Linked DNA regions of Sus scrofa: region 2 is linked to region 1. Evidence: chromatin contacts called from public Hi-C data. All regions are on one chromosome and are shown on one strand. The core of a region is the stretch at or near the end of the contact, and the rest is flanking DNA. Distances in the headings are between cores, read along the strand shown.

Region 1 (2,737 bases), core at 98-2,597:
ACTGCTGATATTCTTGCTGCCTAGCAAAGTTCTTGGAACACAGAAAGTTCTCCATGTGTATTTGGTAACTGAATAAAGAATGAACCAACTTACCTGTCGGGCAGTGAGCAGCCGTTCATTGATTTCCTTCTTGAGATCTCCATTGTCATCAAGCTCCCCCTTCTCCAAAGCATCCAGCCACCTCTGTTCCTCCTCTTCCTCCTGACCCCCTAGGCTCCCGGACAGGTCCCGAAGTGGGGAGGGGGACAGATTACTGTCTTCATCTGGAAAGGAAAGGTGGAGAGCTAAAGTAGAATTGTTCAGATGGGGAACCCAATTCGGCCAAGTTAGTACTGGGACACTCAAAATCCTCACCTTCCTCAGAACAAACCTCCTTCCCTTAACCAGATATAATGAGAAACCCAATTTTTCCACCTCCAAATCCTTCTCACCCAGCCAGGCACGGTACTGCTCAAGGGGAACTCCTTCCATAGGTTCCTCTTCGTTGTCCACAACCATAAGGGGAGAAGGTGAGCGAGGGCCCTCAGGGATCACAGTGAAGGTAGGAACACTGCAGAGAAGCAACAACTCTGTAAGCTGAGCAATCAATTGTCTCTCCCTGCTCAATCCGTCCAGCCTTCCCTACACCCTTTTGGGTTCTTGCTCCATTAATCTGGGCCCTGAAGTCACAGTGTCCATTCTCCGTCTACTAGAAAGCCCAGCCAGCGTCTCCTATCTCTACCTGTTTCTAAAGTCCCCCAGGTAAAACCTTGCTTTCTTGATCTCACCTCTTGGTGCCCAGGACCTGCCCGCCCAGCTTGATTTTGAGTTTGAGCTGGGGCTTAGCAGGAGACGGCTGCGTGGGCCCAGCCTCCTCTTCCTGGTAGTGTTTCTTCTTGTGCTTCTTCTTGTGCTTCTTGTGCTTTTTCTTGTGCACTCCGTGGCCGTGGGCACCTGCCAGACTCAACTCCAGGGCTTCCCCTGCGGAAGGAGAGCCTGTCAACCGTGTATAGCGGGAGCCGGGCAAGGAAAGCGCTGAAGAACCCACTACCCCCGAGGGGTCCTACTCTTCCTGCGGTGTTCGTTGTTACCATAACAACGGCCCCGCCTTTCTCCTTCCCACCTGTAGCGAGGCGCCCAGACATCTCCGAGAAGCAAGAAAGAGATTCCTTTTCTGCGAAGGCCTAAGCTGCTTTATCGACCCGCTCTTACCCGGCTCAGGGGCCTCCATAGCCCCAGAGGTGCTCCCGCGCCGCCACAGCTTACTCATGGGGCCCTGCGAGGAAAGGGGGCTGGAAATAGTCCGAACACATGCAGACACACCTTTTCCGCCCCGCGGAATAACTTAACTCCAGTAAAAAAAAATCGGCTACTTCCGGTGCGTAGCAACCATGCTTGTGCGGGGCACACTTTGCGGCTAAAATTCTCCGGGAGAAACAACAGTCCTTCCAGCAAAAGTTCCGGTATCTCTGAGGGCCGGACCGCTCGAACTGGCGGGAGCTGTCAGCTGGCTCCGCATCGCCACAATTAAGATCAGAACTCAGCGCGGGCGATTCAATTATTGTTACACTCAAGCGTGATGGACGTATGGTCCGGACCAAATTCGGATCCAGGTTATGAGAATACAAAGATGAGTATGAGCACTTCTCTCTGCCTTGAAGGAATGTGCAGTTTGGAGGAGTACGTAAGATAACGATATTGCGGGCAAAATGGCAGAAAGCCTTGACAGTACAAGTGCCCCAAAGCAGGGCAAATGGTTTTTAAGCCCAAATTTTCATCAGTAGAGAAATGGTTAAATGAATTATGGTGCCTCTGTCCAATCTAGAACAGCCTGTTGCTAACAAAAGCTAAAAACTGGTAAGTAATTGATAAGATCGACATGGAAATTAGATCCTAGTGGATAATAGTATTGGAAACAATCTAAGTGTGCCTCTACTGAAATACCAAAAAAAAAAAAAAAAAATCATGAATTTGATACATCTATACAATGGGAAGCTATGTTGCTATAAAAAGAAATGAAACCCCAGAAGGCTACTCAAGGAACTGGTGACAGCAATTCCAATGGATGGTTGAGGGCAAAGGGAAATTTATTCTTCATAAAATACCCTTTCGTGCCTACTGAAGTTTGTATAAAACATGTGCATGCTTTACTTAGTTAAAAAAAAAGGCAACAGGAGTTCCTGTCGTGGCGCAGTGGTTAACGAATCCGACTAGGAACCATGAGGTTGCGGGTTCGGTCCCTGCCCTTGCTCAGTGGGTTAACGATCCGGCGTTGCCGTGAGCTGTGGTGTAGGTTGCAGACACGGCTCGGATCCCGCGTTGCTGTGGCTCTGGCGTAGGCCTGTGGCTACAGCTCCGATTCAACCCCTATCCTGGGAACCTCCATATGCCGTGGGAGCGGCCCAAGAAAAAGCAAAAAAAAAAAAAGGAAACAAGGTCTGTGAGGTCAATGAGGTCTGTGTGGCTGACATATGAAATAAAAAAAGCAAGTTTTAAGATGTTATGATCCCATTTAAAAAGGCATACTATGCTATCATAGAAAAAAATTAAGGAATGTATACTGTGCCATTAATGGTGATTATCTTTAGAAGCTGGAGTTGGGGAACTTTCACTATTTAGATCCGTAGTGAATTTACTTTCCTCTCCTTTTTTTTTAATTTTAAATATTGCTTAGTACTTTTTGCAATGAATTTTCTTACAGTCAATATATATCACATTTATAATTAGAAAAAAGCACTATAGGAGGAGTTCCTGCTGT
Region 2 (2,737 bases), core at 135-2,634, 650 kb after region 1:
ACCGGCCTACACCACAGCCACAGCAACGCAGGATCCGAGCCGCGTCTGTGATCTACACCACAGCTCACGGCAATGCCGGATCCTTAACCTACTGAGCAAGGCCAAGGATCGAACCCGCAAGCTCATGGTTCCTAGTTGGATTCGTTAATCACTGTGCCTCCACGGGAACTCCGATAATAGTTTTTAAATTATAGTTGATTTACCGTGTTCTGTCTATTTCTGCCTCACAAAGTGAGCCAGTTATGCATACATACATTCTTTTTTTCACATTATTCTCCATCATGTTCCATCACAAGTGATCATATATAGTTTCATGGGCTACACAGCAAAATCCCATTGCTTATCCATTCCAAATGCAGTAGTTTGCATCTGCTAACCCCAAACTCCCAGTCCATCTCCCTCCCTCCCCCTCCGTCTTGGCAAGCACAAGTCTGTTCTCCGTGTCCCTGAGTTTGTTTCTTTTCTGTAGATAGGTTCATTTGTGCCCTATATTAGATTCCAGATATAAGTGATAGGGTATTTGTCTTTCTCTTTCTGACTTACTTCACTTAGCATGAGAGTCTCTAGTTCCATCCATGTTGCTGCAAGTGGCATTATTTTGTTCTTGTTTGTGAAAAGATGGTTTTGACTCCCAGGTGGCGGCTGCATGATAGGAGGGCAGGAACTGTGAGCTGAGCACTTCTAGGAGGCCAAACTGTGGATGTGAGTTGGTGGCCCACTGTGGTGGCAGTGGGTATGGAGAGAATTGTATCCGTCAAGATATTAAAAATTGACAAGGAGTTCTCCTGTGGTGCAGTGGGTTAAGGATCTGGCGTTGTCACTGCAGCGGTTTGGGTCCCTGCTGTGGCCCGGGTTTGATTACTGGCCCCTGGAACTTCCACGTGCTGTGGGCAGGGTGAAAAATAAAATTTAAATTGACAAGACTTTTGGATTAGATATGGGATTTGAGTGAGAGGTCAGTATCCAGCAGTGACTCGAAGTTTCTGGACTGAATGAATTATGTAAAAGAAAAGCAAACTATTCTGACGTTTGCTAGAGGTCCTTTTTCCCCTCATGTAAAAACAAAAACCACATTTTTTTTCTCTCTGGTTGTATGTACTCATTATATATTTTGAGTACTCATTGTAGAAAATTCAGCACATAGAAAAATATTTATAGGAGACCTTAGAAATTGCCTTCAATTCTACTGCCCAAGATGGCCATATTTTGGTGTACTTCGTGTTTTTGTTTTCTGGGTGCATCTTCTTTTATAATTGGGTGTACATTTTATCTTTCTGTATTTTTTTTTCCATTGGACCTTGATTATGACTGAACTGCTGTGTGCCAGGACGTTATTCACAAATGTTCTTTTTTTCTTTTGTTACAATAAGAAAAAAGTCAGATGAAATTCCAGCAGGTCAAAGGTAATTTTTCGTTGTATTTTTCTTTCAATTTTGTGTGTGTGTGTATGTGTACCTTTTTTAAAAAACCCACAATTTTATGTTTTGATTTCCACATCAAATGTTTTAGTGTTATTTATTGCTGTTTTTATACATCCTTAAGTACTCTTCAAGACTACAGTTTTTAGTGGTTGTTTAGTGAAAACAAATCCTGTTACTAGTTCTTTTCAGCTTTTACTGTTAGGATAATGATAAGGACCTCTTGTTACATAAACCTTCAGATTGCCAGTTTATTCTTTGAGAAAAATGCTGTAAATGGAACCTCCTAGGTAAAAGGATAAAATGAACCTATCAAATTGCCTCACCCAAATATCTCATTAGGACTGATTGAAATTGTTTTAAAGATCAAATTTTTGCAATGCTTTGTTTTTCTGTGCAAGGATATGTCTTTGTAGTTATTTGTCATGTTTCTCTTATGTCTTTGTATATACCCCGTCCTTTTCTTGTTCAATTTATGTCTATAAAGGGCCAGTATTATTAAAGCATTGTGCCCTCCCTGCTTAAATCCCCATGTGTGAAATGAGTTCTCTGAGTCATGTCATACTTTTCCTCTGTAAGATTATTTTCTTCTTTCGTATTTGTGTCTAGGTGCTGCTAAAACATAAATCAAATGGTGAGATAAGAAAACTAAAAAGGCTAAGAAGTTGGAGTGAGGTTTCATTAATGCTAAAAGTAACCTGTGATCTAAAACATTTTTGGTAATCTGCACCTAGTTGTCTATTGGGGAAACGGCATCTCATCCACGGATCAGAGCCGGACTTACTGCACAAGCAGGGGATCAGGTGGCAACCTTGATCCTTCGCCAGGAATGGTAAAGGAAGCTAGAAACAGCAGGTTTAGGAAGACAGTATACTGTGAGAATGCCAGATGTGTTTTCGGGATAGATTTTTCTATTTTAACACTTTTATATGTTCTTATTAAAGTTACTTTGTTAGGGAGTTCCCAGTGTGGCTTGGCGGTAACAAACGTGACTAGTATCCATGAGGACTCGGGTTGGATCCCTGGCCTTGCTCAGTGGGTTAAGTATCTGGTGTTGCCGTGAGCCGTGGTGCAGGTCACAGATACGGCTCAGATCTGGCCTGGCTGTGGTTGTGGCTGTGGCTGGGGTATATGCAAGCAGCTGCAGCTCTGATTTCAACCCCCAGCTGGGCAACTTCCATATGCCACAGGCACAGCCCTAAAAAGCAAAAAAATATCTCGTTAAGTAAAGATATTTTTTTGTTAGTGACCTACGGTGTTAACTTTTGGTCTTTTGGTCTTGTGCAACAGAATCCTGTCTTATCTATGAAATGCAGTTA

What was found. Hi-C and Micro-C count contacts between places; a contact is called where the count stands out from the background.
Region 2: a contact with region 1 is called in a Hi-C map of skeletal muscle, with 5 times the contacts expected there. The contact joins the promoter of TPRKB here to the promoter of INO80B in region 1. A contact is called at or near these places in 2 of 47 Hi-C or Micro-C datasets (psoas muscle and skeletal muscle) and 2 of 2 datasets of contacts at active chromatin or transcription factors (alveolar macrophages and skeletal muscle).

What each region holds. Positions count from the first base shown.
Region 1 is chr3:68,586,974-68,589,710 of Sscrofa11.1, forward strand. INO80B (INO80 complex subunit B) reads right to left here and starts at 1,348. Exons shown (of 5, transcript XM_003124991.5): 1 at 1,192-1,348; 2 at 768-960; 3 at 432-550; 4 at 94-263. The coding sequence starts at 1,249.
Region 2 is chr3:69,236,941-69,239,677 of Sscrofa11.1, forward strand. TPRKB (TP53RK binding protein) reads left to right here and starts at 1,385. Exons shown (of 5, transcript NM_001144846.1): 1 at 1,385-1,403; 2 at 2,709-2,737. The coding sequence starts at 2,729.